Linked DNA regions of Mus musculus: region 2 is linked to region 1. Evidence: chromatin contacts called from public ChIA-PET data. All regions are on one chromosome and are shown on one strand. The core of a region is the stretch at or near the end of the contact, and the rest is flanking DNA. Distances in the headings are between cores, read along the strand shown. Region 1 has its middle 40 kb from the start of Gm33078. Region 2 overlaps Btnl10 (butyrophilin-like 10).

What was found. ChIA-PET counts read pairs in DNA pulled down with a chosen protein or histone mark.
Region 2: a contact with region 1 is called in an RNA polymerase II ChIA-PET map of memory CD8 T cells, with 7 read pairs. The contact joins two enhancer-like sites. A contact is called at or near these places in 3 of 39 promoter capture datasets (the 3T3-L1 cell line, hippocampal neurons and pre-B cells), 1 of 484 Hi-C or Micro-C datasets (pre-B cells) and 1 of 115 datasets of contacts at active chromatin or transcription factors (memory CD8 T cells).

What each region holds. Positions count from the first base shown.
Region 1 is chr11:57,948,754-57,953,866 of GRCm38.p6, forward strand. It overlaps the pseudogene Gm12245. Among named protein-coding and RNA genes, the nearest start is that of Gm33078, 40 kb to the left of the region's middle. Within about 2 kb of position 2,963, at least 106 of the 459 cell types and tissues checked have an H3K27ac peak or open chromatin away from gene starts, as enhancers often do. A contact at or near this core is called in memory CD8 T cells and pre-B cells, where this site is marked.
Region 2 is chr11:58,925,127-58,930,007 of GRCm38.p6, forward strand. It overlaps Btnl10 (butyrophilin-like 10), which reads left to right. Exons shown (of 6, transcript NM_001363414.1): 6 at 1-1,482. Among named protein-coding and RNA genes, the nearest start is that of Btnl10, 9.7 kb to the left of the region's middle. Within about 2 kb of position 3,030, at least 232 of the 459 cell types and tissues checked have an H3K27ac peak or open chromatin away from gene starts, as enhancers often do. A contact at or near this core is called in memory CD8 T cells and pre-B cells, where this site is marked.

The sequences.
Region 1 (5,113 bases), core at 1,713-4,212:
TGATTGTCAGGTTCCGGGGTTCGGAAATGCCTGTAAGGCCTCACCTGCTGCTCCGTAGTCTTTCTCTTGACTTCTGTTCCCTGCACTACAAATCTCCCAACATCCTCTCCCCCTTCATTGCGATCAACATGCCTATTAGGTATGGCCCAGAGAAAGTTAGGCACAAGTCGCCTGACTTTCCTTCGGACATTTCCCCCAGGCTTCTTGTTTTCAACCTCTTCCAGATGGTGGGATTCTTCTTCACTTTGTTTGGAGGCCTTCCCACCTTTTTTGTCTTTTTTGTCTTTCTCCACAGTGAGATCCAGTATGACTTGTTTAAATTTGGATGCCATCACTCCTGGGCCTATCCTTGCCTTCTCCTCTTTCTAGAGATGCTCACCACCAGGTGCGCCGACCTGCTCAGCTCTTCCTCCTCCTGCTGCTTTCCGTGCTGCCCGGGCCGTGTGCTCTGCGCCACCAGGAACAGGTGCCTGGGGATGGCGGGCTAGAGAGAGTCAGCAGTCAGTACTCTTAACTGCTGAGTCATCTCTCCAGCCCCTGGTTGATTTTTTTTGTTTTTTGTTTTTTTTTTTTTATTGAGGCAGGATCTTGCTACTTAGCTATTAAGTTCCAAACCAGGCTACTTTTACGTAAGGCAATCCTCCTGCCTCACCTCTCAGATGCTGAAATATAAGTATAACGCATATCCTGGCTGTGTCCTGATTTTATTTTATTTTATTTTATTTTATTTTATTTTATTTTATTTTATTTTATTTTATTTTATTTTATTTTTTTGAGGATTTCTCTGTGTATCCCTGGCTGTCCTGTGTCTTAGTTAGGATTTTACTGCTGTGAACAGACACCATGACCAAGGCAACTCTTATAAGGACAACATTTAACTGGGGGCTGGCTTACAGGTTCAGAGGTTCAGTCCATTATCATCAAGGCAAGAACATGGCAGCATCCAGATAGGCATGGTGCAGGAGGAGCAGAGAGTTCTACATCCTTACCTGAAGGCTGCTAACAGAATACTGACTTTCAGGCAGCTAAAATGAGGGTCTTATAGCCCACACTCACAATGACAAGCCCACTCCAACAAGAACACACCTACTCCAGCAGGGCCACACCTTCTAATAGTGCCACTCCCTGGGCTGAGCACATACAAACCATCACATCCCGTAACTCCCTCTGTGGACCACACTGGTCTCAAGCTCACAGAGATCCACTTGGCCTCTTCCTCCCAAGTGCTGGGATTTAAGAGGTGTATCACCACTGTCCAGCATTTTTTTTTAATTTCTCATTTATATATTTTTAAAGAAAACTTGGAGTTTATTAAAATATTTACAAATTTTAGATTCTTATTACAGGTGTAAGCCGGTAGTTTATTTCTTTTTTAGTTGTTGTCAACTTGACACACGTTAGAATCATGTGGGAGGAGAAGTGAGAGACTGCTTCTGTAAGATTGGCTTCTAGACAAGTCCGTCTGCCATTTTCTTACTTAATGATTGATGTGGGAGGGCCCCACCCACTGTGCTAATGCCAACCCTGGGCAGCTGTTCCTGGGTCATATAAGAAAGCAGGCTTAGCAAGCCATGGGTGAGCAAGCCGGTAAGCAGCATTTCTCCATGACTTCTGCATCAGCTCCTGCCTCCAGGTTCCTGTCCTGAGTTCCTGCCCTGGCTTCCCTCAGTGGTAAAGAGTGACCTAAGAGTTGGAAGCTGAAATAAATCTTTCCTCCTTAAGTTGTGGTTTTATCACAGCATCAGAAGCCTAACTAAGGGGTGGGAGCTAAGAAGAGAGTATAAATACATAGTGCTGGAGTGTAAGTGTGAGAGAAGAGTCAGAAGTGGGCAGTGGTGGCACATGACTTTTATCCTAGCACTCAGGAAGCAGAGGCAGAAGGATCGCTTTATCCCTATAAGTTCTAGACTGGTCTGGTCTACGTAGCGGGCTGGAGGACAGCCAGGACTAGATAGAGTTCAGTTCTCTAAGCAGGGCAGCTCACAACCTGTAACCCCAAGGGATCTGACAGTCTCTTCTGGCCTCCTCAGTATGTGGCAGACACACACACACACACACACACACACACACACTCAGAGAGACAGACAGAGACAGACAGAGACAGAGAGACAGAGAGAGAGAGACAGAGTTAGAGAGAGAGAGTTAGAGTTAGTTCTGGGACAATTAGGGCTGCCAAGTGAGACCCTGTCTCAATGAAACAAAAACAGCCAGGCAGTGGTGGCACACACCTTTAATCCCAGCACTTGGGAGGCAGAGGCAGGTGTATTTCTGAGTTCGAGGCCAGCCTGGTCTACAGAGTGAGTTCCAGGACAGTCACCAGGACTACACAGAGAAACCCTGTCTCAAAAAAAAAAAAAACCCAAAAAGCAAAAACAAAAAACCAAAAGGCCATCTTGGCAAGCCTTGAAATATGTGCTTTATCATATATGACCAGTAGGTGGCGGCAAAGACAAGCAGATGAGCCAGCCTTTTTGACACCTAAATTTGTTTTTGCTTAGGTGAAAATTTATTCTTGCATTGTTTCCCTAAGCATTTATGCGACTAAACGTTAGGAAGCAGACAAGTGACAATAAACAATTATGTGTGTTCTCATCTCCTCTCTCCAAGTGTCATTGCTAGTTTATAAAGGAGGACACCAAGACTAGAAGTTGTCACTGCCTAAAGTCACAGCTTTAAAGTGTAATAGATGAGTTAAACATTTGGTGTGACCGGACAGAGTCTCCCAGTGTGGCCCATACTGGCCTCTAACCTGTGGCAAGCCTCCTACCTTTCCTGTGCTGGGTTTACAGCCTTGCTTCAACGCACCCCACAGAAATCTTGTGTTTGGCTTTCGCTCCTGGCTGGAGGAGAAAGCTGAGCAAGCGACAGGTTAAGTCAGGGGAGCAGGCTTCAGACTCCCTAGACTGCAACTTCTGTGGAGTGCACGGTGTGAAGCCTGTGGCAAGACATGATGTGAACTTCCTGCCACGAAGCAAGGCAGAGAGAAACCACTCGCCATTGGGGACTCCGGCTGTGTCATCTCCAGAACCAAGACTCCGACTTTAAAAGCTATCTTTGAAAGGTGTAAGAAAAGGAAGTGTAAAAAGAGGAAATAAAAAATGAAATTGAGATGGAAGTAGGGTAGGGGCGTGGCAGTGAAACAGGCCAGTAATGGCAATTCTCTGGAGGGAGTGTGTACGAATGTGGAGTTCAGCGTCACTCTTGGTAAAATGGGGAAGGGTCAGCAGCTTGAGATACACGAGACCCGTATAGAGACGTGCGGAAGGGGCCAGAGAAATAGCTCCGAGGCTACAAGAGGACCCTGGGAAAGCATAAGAAGGTGAATTCAGTTCCTGGCACCCACAGGGCTGCTCACTACCAACCGTATCTCCAGTTCCAGGGCACCGGGCACAGTCACAGTGCACATGCATACACGCAGATAAACAGCCATGCACATAAAAGACTACATAAATCTTAACAAAAATTTTAAAAGGTAGGCAATAAGAAAAAGCAACTTGCAGGGTAGGTGGCGCACACCTTTAAACTAAGCACTTGGGAGGCAGAAGCAGGCAGATTTCTGAGTTCAGGGCCAGCCTGGTCTACAGAGTGAGTTCCAGGACAGCCAGGGCTACACAGAGAAACCCTGTCTCAATAAAAAAAGAAGAAAAAAAATCTGAAAAGAAAATGGTAAGTAAGATCATTGAGATTAAAGAAGAGAATAAACAAGGGCTAGGACTGCAAGCATGAGCGGCTTCCACCTGGCTGGAGCTGTCAATCAAATGAAGCTTGGCTGCACCTCTGCAAGTGAGCACTCAAAGCCAAGCAGAGAAAGGAGGACTCGTGCTGCCCTGCCTCCTGTTGGGGTATACATGCTGAGCAGGTCTCCATGTTGGAGGTCCTGGTGTGCAGGCCCCATGACCACAGCCAGAGCAGATGCCCTCCCCCCAAGTTGCTTTAGGCTTTCACCAACGTGTGAGAAGTATAGATGTTTTGAGAAAAAGCTGGTAGGGGAGGATAGGTGGAGCCCAACAGGAGAGCGTGTGAAGTCTCCTTGTACAAGAGTGGGGGATTTCCAGACCAGAAGCTATTCCTAGAAATGAGGCCACCACACACCTGACACTGAGTGATGTCAGAGCTCCCAGCGGCACCCACTCAGGCATGAGCTATGCTTTCCCATTCTACAGATAAGGAAACTGGAGACCAGAGAGGTAATTACCAATGTGTAGGAAGTGGCAGATGGGTGTGGTGGCTCAAGCCTGTCACACCAGCACTTGGAGGATGGAGCCTACATAGTATGTTCCAGGCTAGCTAGGTCTACATAGCAAGACCCTCTCTTACAAAAACAATGGCTGGAGATATAGCTCAATTGACAGCGTGCCTGCCTAGCATCTAGAAGGCCCTGGGTTCTATTCCAGCATCACATAACATGAACGAGGTATGGTAGCCTGCACCTATAATCCCCAGCACTCCAGAGGCAGAAGCAGGCAAAACTTTCTACATAATAAATTCCTAATGTCAGATGGCGGCGGCACATACCTTTAATCTTAGCACTTGGGAGGCAGAAACTGGCAGATGTCTCTGAGTTTGAGGCCAGCCTGATCTACAGAGCCAGTTCAGGACAGCAAAGGAAAGACCCTATCTCAAAAAGATTTTTTTTTAATGAATAAACTAACCAATTAATTCCAGGACAGCCAGAGACAACATAGTGAATTCAAGGCCAGCCTGGGCCTTGACCCTGTCTCGAAAGAAAAGGGAGAGAAGATGCATGGGGGTAGGGAGAGAAGATAAAGTTATGGGTAGCCCTGCAGTGGTGGCACATTCCTTTAATCCCAGCACTCTGGAGGCAGGGGCAGGCAAATTTCTGAGTTCAAGGCCAGCCTGGTCTACAGAATGAGTTCCAGGACAGCCAGGGCTATACAGAGAAACCCTGTCTCAAAAAATAATAAAATAAAAATAAAAGTTATGGGTAGTGCTGAGTTTCCCCATTCCCCAGTCAGGAAGTCTAGCTCGCTGGCCCCGGGGGGCTCCTCTATTCCTTCTGGGGGGATTCAAACATTCCAAGTAGACGTCAAAGACCCCTGAAGCAGCATCCACACCCCGTCATTTCCTGGAGCTGTTGTCCCTCCTCAGCGTA
Region 2 (4,881 bases), core at 1,780-4,279, 980 kb after region 1:
GAGAAAACAGATGAGAAGTGGGTTTTAATGGACACTTGAGAACACAAGTGCTGGACCCAGCTCTCGGCTCCCTGAGAATCTTCCATTCCAAGACTGCGGCAGCAGAAGAGCCCAGGGAGTGGGGTGCTGCTCCGTGGTGCCTGTTCCATAGGGACTGAGAAAAACGCTCTATCTAGTGCTGTGAAGCTGGTGGCCCCAAGAGAAACAGAGTCTCACCATCCTGCAGACCCAACATTCCCTCTTGCTGTTTGTTGCAAGTTCAAGCAGGGATTGTTGGTGTGATTGATCTGGTTGGTGATCAGGACCCCCACTCCAAGGGGCCTGGGGCTTTTAGGTTAAGAGCTCTGGCCTAAAAGCCACTAGTGACTCTTCCCTCTAAATTCTGGAGACCAGAAATCTGAACTGAAGTCAGATTGTCAGGGTTGGCTTCTCCTGAAAGCATGGGAAAACCAGGCCTCCCTTCCAGTGTCTGGAGGAGTCCTCTTAGCTGGCAGTCACATCACTGCAAATGCTGGCCCTGTGGTCATATGGCCAGCTCTTCTCTGGTTCTCCTTAAACATTTTCTCTTAGCAATCCAACTCAGAGCCCGCGTTAACGCCAGCTGGCTCCATTCAGAGGTTTGTAACTTGACTGCTCTGTAAGGACCCTTTCCTCCAAATGATCCTGGTCACAGATGCGAGAGGTCCTGACTCCCACATATTTGGGGGAACACTGAACCTACCCTAGTGGGTTGGAGTTGAAGGTCCCTGGCTGAGTGGTGGGCACCCCTTTTGCATCAAAATGCCTCCTCAGAATGAGCAGATCGTTGTCCATAGGGACTGTAGTAGCCTATACATGCTTGCAAGAGAAAGGTCCTCAGACACAGACAAAGGTCACCTAGTGTTTTGGGTTCCCAGTCAAGAGCAGTTATGGTTAGTCAGTGGATTAGCAAGGAAATGTCACAAGCACAGGCAGCCCCTGGGCTGGGCTTTGGAGAGAGGCTGGCATTTATATAGAAAGAAATGGGAGAAGAGATGAGACCCAATAAAAGACACACACACACACACACACACACACACACACACACACACACACACACACACATACACACACACTGTCCCCCACCCCACCTCATCCCCTGCATGTTACAGTTTTTCAACCTTGGAGTAATAAAGTTTTAACTTTTTTTCCTTCTTTATCATTGTGATACTTATATGTAACAAATTGGCCAGATAGAAAATGTGTAGATCAGAGAACCACCTGCCTCCACCTCTTGAGCTCTGAGACTAAAGACGTGGGCCACCACTGCCTAGCTAGAGAATTTTTTGGGGGGGTTGGTTGTTTTAAGATTTATGTATTGTATGTACACAAGTGTTTTGTCTGCACGCATGCCTGTACACCAGGAGGTGACACATGCATAATCTAAAAAGGAGGGCGGATCTCTGAGGTCGATGCCAGCCTGGTCTACAGAGTGAGTTTGAGGACAGGCAGGGCTACACAGGGAAACAAACAAAAAAATGAAACTTTATGTCTGCCTGTCTCTCTCTCTCTCTCTCTCTCTCTCTCTCTCTCTCTCTCTCTCTCTCTCTCTCTCTCGTGTGTGTGTGTGTGTGTGTGTGTGTGTGTGTGTGTGTGTGTGTGTGTGTACCTGTGGAGGCCAGAACAGGACACTGGATTCCTTGCAGCCGTAGTTAAGGTATCTGTGAGCGGAGCTCACACAGGGAACATTGGTCAGAGTGTACAGTCACATGGCAGCATCATCAAAAGTTCAGAGTCTTTCTCTGTAAAAGTTCCCTAGGACTTGTTGGAATTTGATCCCTGTCTAGGGTTCCACTCTAGGTAGGCACTGACCCTGTAGAGTTTGTGTTTGTTTTGATTTTCCCTTTTTCCTTGATGGACTTATTTTGAAGTCAGTCCTTTTAAATTGTGGAGTATTACTGATACCACAATGTGGAGAACTTTCATTTTCTCCTGTTCTACGTGATATATCCCTGCAGTGACCCTTTTTTCCCTGTTCTGGAATTTAAAATAAACTTTTAAAAATTTTTCTGTGTTAATTTCCTGTTTTCATAATAAAATGCCTGTAGCTGGGAGACATGAATCTTTCTTAGCTCACGTTTTTGGGGAGCTCATAGGAAGACAATCACTGTGTGTGTGTGTGTGTGTGGCTGTTCTGCCTGCATGTATGCTTGTGTACCATGTGCATGCAGTGTTCTCAGAGTCTAGAAGAGAGCCTAGATCTCCTGGAGCTGAATACAGAATATATACAGAATATTATGAGTCTCCCAGGTGAGTGCCACAAACCAAACCCTGGTCCTCTGGAAGAGAAGCCAGTGCTCTTGACTACTGAGCCATGCCCTCAGTGCATAGCTATGATCCACATTTATTAGTAAAATAATCGACCAAAAATATTCTCAAAAATAATGACCACCTTTAGGTGAAGGTGAAAACCAGCTGGCTGTAAATACGGGGAGTGCTTGCTTCCACCTCTCTCACAATTTTCCTGAAATTTTGCAAATAGATAGAAATGGGCTAAAAACTCAAATACAAAGTATTTAGTATTAATATTAGTACTAGTATGCATAGCAAAGTGCCCACCACGCTGTATTTTTTATCCTAATGTGGATGTAATGAAATAGCAATAGAGATACTGCAGTACAAATTTTCTCCAAGGAGAGCACCAGATCAAAACGGTGTTGAGCCACGCACTTGCGGGGACTAGTTCCTTTGCTCTTTGGCGGAAGCTGGATGGTTAACATACAATTCAATCAGGAAACCGACGCCTGCTGGTTTGTTTGGTTTTTTGTTTGGTTTGTTTACTTAATTTGAGATAGGATCTCACTTTGTAGACTTGGCTGACCTATCCTAAATGCTGGGGTCAAAGCCGGGGACAGTGTCTCCCAACTGAATCGTCAAGACAACCTGTGTAGAGTCCAAGATCTGGCTGAAGAGCCCCCAGACCTTTGTTTTGGGACAAACCCGGCTTTCTAATGTGCCGCGCGGTACTACCTCGGCCAGGCCACCAGGGGGAGACTGCCTATTCTCTTCCAGGTCAGGAGTCCTTTAAGGCTTTTCCATTAAGCTATCCAGGGACTCTGGTTATCTCTGAAGAGCCTTTGGTAGTCACTGAAGGGCCCCCGAGGGTAGACAAAGCCTCAGTAGCTGGTGGCCTTCTGGGTATCCTTGCACTGCTGAGAGCTGGATTAGACTGTCTTGCGCTGTGATCAGCCACACAGCTCACAGACCTCCGTGCAGGAAGTGGTTGGAAGCGCAGACAGCTGCGACACCCGAGTCACCAGAGCCCTAAACCTGAAGAGAAACTGAAAGGAAGGGGCGAGAGATCCAGGAAGGAAACAAGCTGACCACCAGAAATGAATGACCAGCTTACAGCACAACCCTGACTCTCTTAAATGGCCACACCCTCAGACACTAAAGATGGTCCACAACCTAAAGGCTTTCATTGGATGCTCTGTGGAGACTTGTCCAATCACAAGAGCCCAGGAAGTCACCTCATTTGCATATTACAGAATTCCATAAGCTTGACTTCTGCTATTTTTATTTCAAGGCACTGCTCCCTCAGAAATCCTTGTTTCTCCTGGCTGATGACAGATGATCTTTCTTCTTTGCCAGAACACAGAGCTGTCCACAAGGAGGTGGTGCCTCACCCTCATGACACCTACTAATGCGATTTAGGAGTGCATATTCCAGCCTCACAGGGCAGAGTGTGTAGACCCATGTTTAGGAAATAGAGCAGGCCTTTGGAAAGGATGGAAGGCATGACCCTTTATGATTAAGCATGGTGTTGACCTCGAGTCTCTAATCAGAGACCATCATACACTACACCCGTGGAACCTCTTCCTGTAAGCAGTAAATGGAGACTGACTCTCCCTCCCTACCCTTCCCCCTCCCCCCTCCCCCCAACCCCTCTCAGAATCCAGGGCAGCACAGCCCGAGGTTTGCTCATGTCCTTTAGGATTGCCGGTGGGAGCTATGCTTTGCCTGCACCAACTCCTCCAGCTAGCTCTTCTTGGCTCTGAGAATCCAAGAACTGCAGAACCAGGACAAGCTGGCCTCTAACTTGCCCCATCCTTTTTACTGACCCACCTGACCCAGCAGCGAGTTGAGCACAGGTCACCAGATACCTGGTTAGTAAGGTAGTCCGCTCAGCAGGTCTGGTATAGGAGGGGGCCTGGGCAAGTTATGGGATGAGGGGTTTGACAGAAGGCTGGGTGCATTGACCAGCCTGCAGAGCTGTTCAGTCTGAGGCCAGGGGACAGAATTCAGAAAACCCTAGTCATCAGAATACAACCCTTACATTTATGAAAGGAACCACAGGGACTCAGAAGCTGCCCGTCAAAAGAAAGAAAGAAAAAAAAAAATACTTGTCCTGTCCCGCCCCAAAATAAAATCTTGCTAAAACCAGACTATATGTTTTGTGAGTTCAGTCCTGGCAGGCTTGCGTGCTGTATCAATGGCAGGGCTGCATCGGTGGCTGCTCTCCTTCTAAAATCTTATCAGTCCTTAGCCTTGTTTGTCTCCTAAAAATTCCTTAACAGCACATTCCTTTTCATGACAGTTTAACAGAGAATCTTTGTTTCAACTCAGTTATCCATCTCCAAATTAAAATTCTCATATGGAAATAAAGCACCTCAGGTGGGCAGCCAGAGCCACAGACCTTGTGGACGCCTCCCTTTCCTGGGAATTTTAGCAGACTTCTGGTTAGCTGGGAGCCTTTGCTGGAGAAAACTAGGTGGGTGTGTGAAGTGGCCTTTGAACTGACCTGCCTGGAGACAGCTGTAGCCAGCTCCCTTAACCACGAGGTGACTGGGGTGAAGCCAGAGCCACATCCAGTTTTCACTAAGGAAGAAATGCCATAGGCTACACCCCGAGTCTCTCAATAAG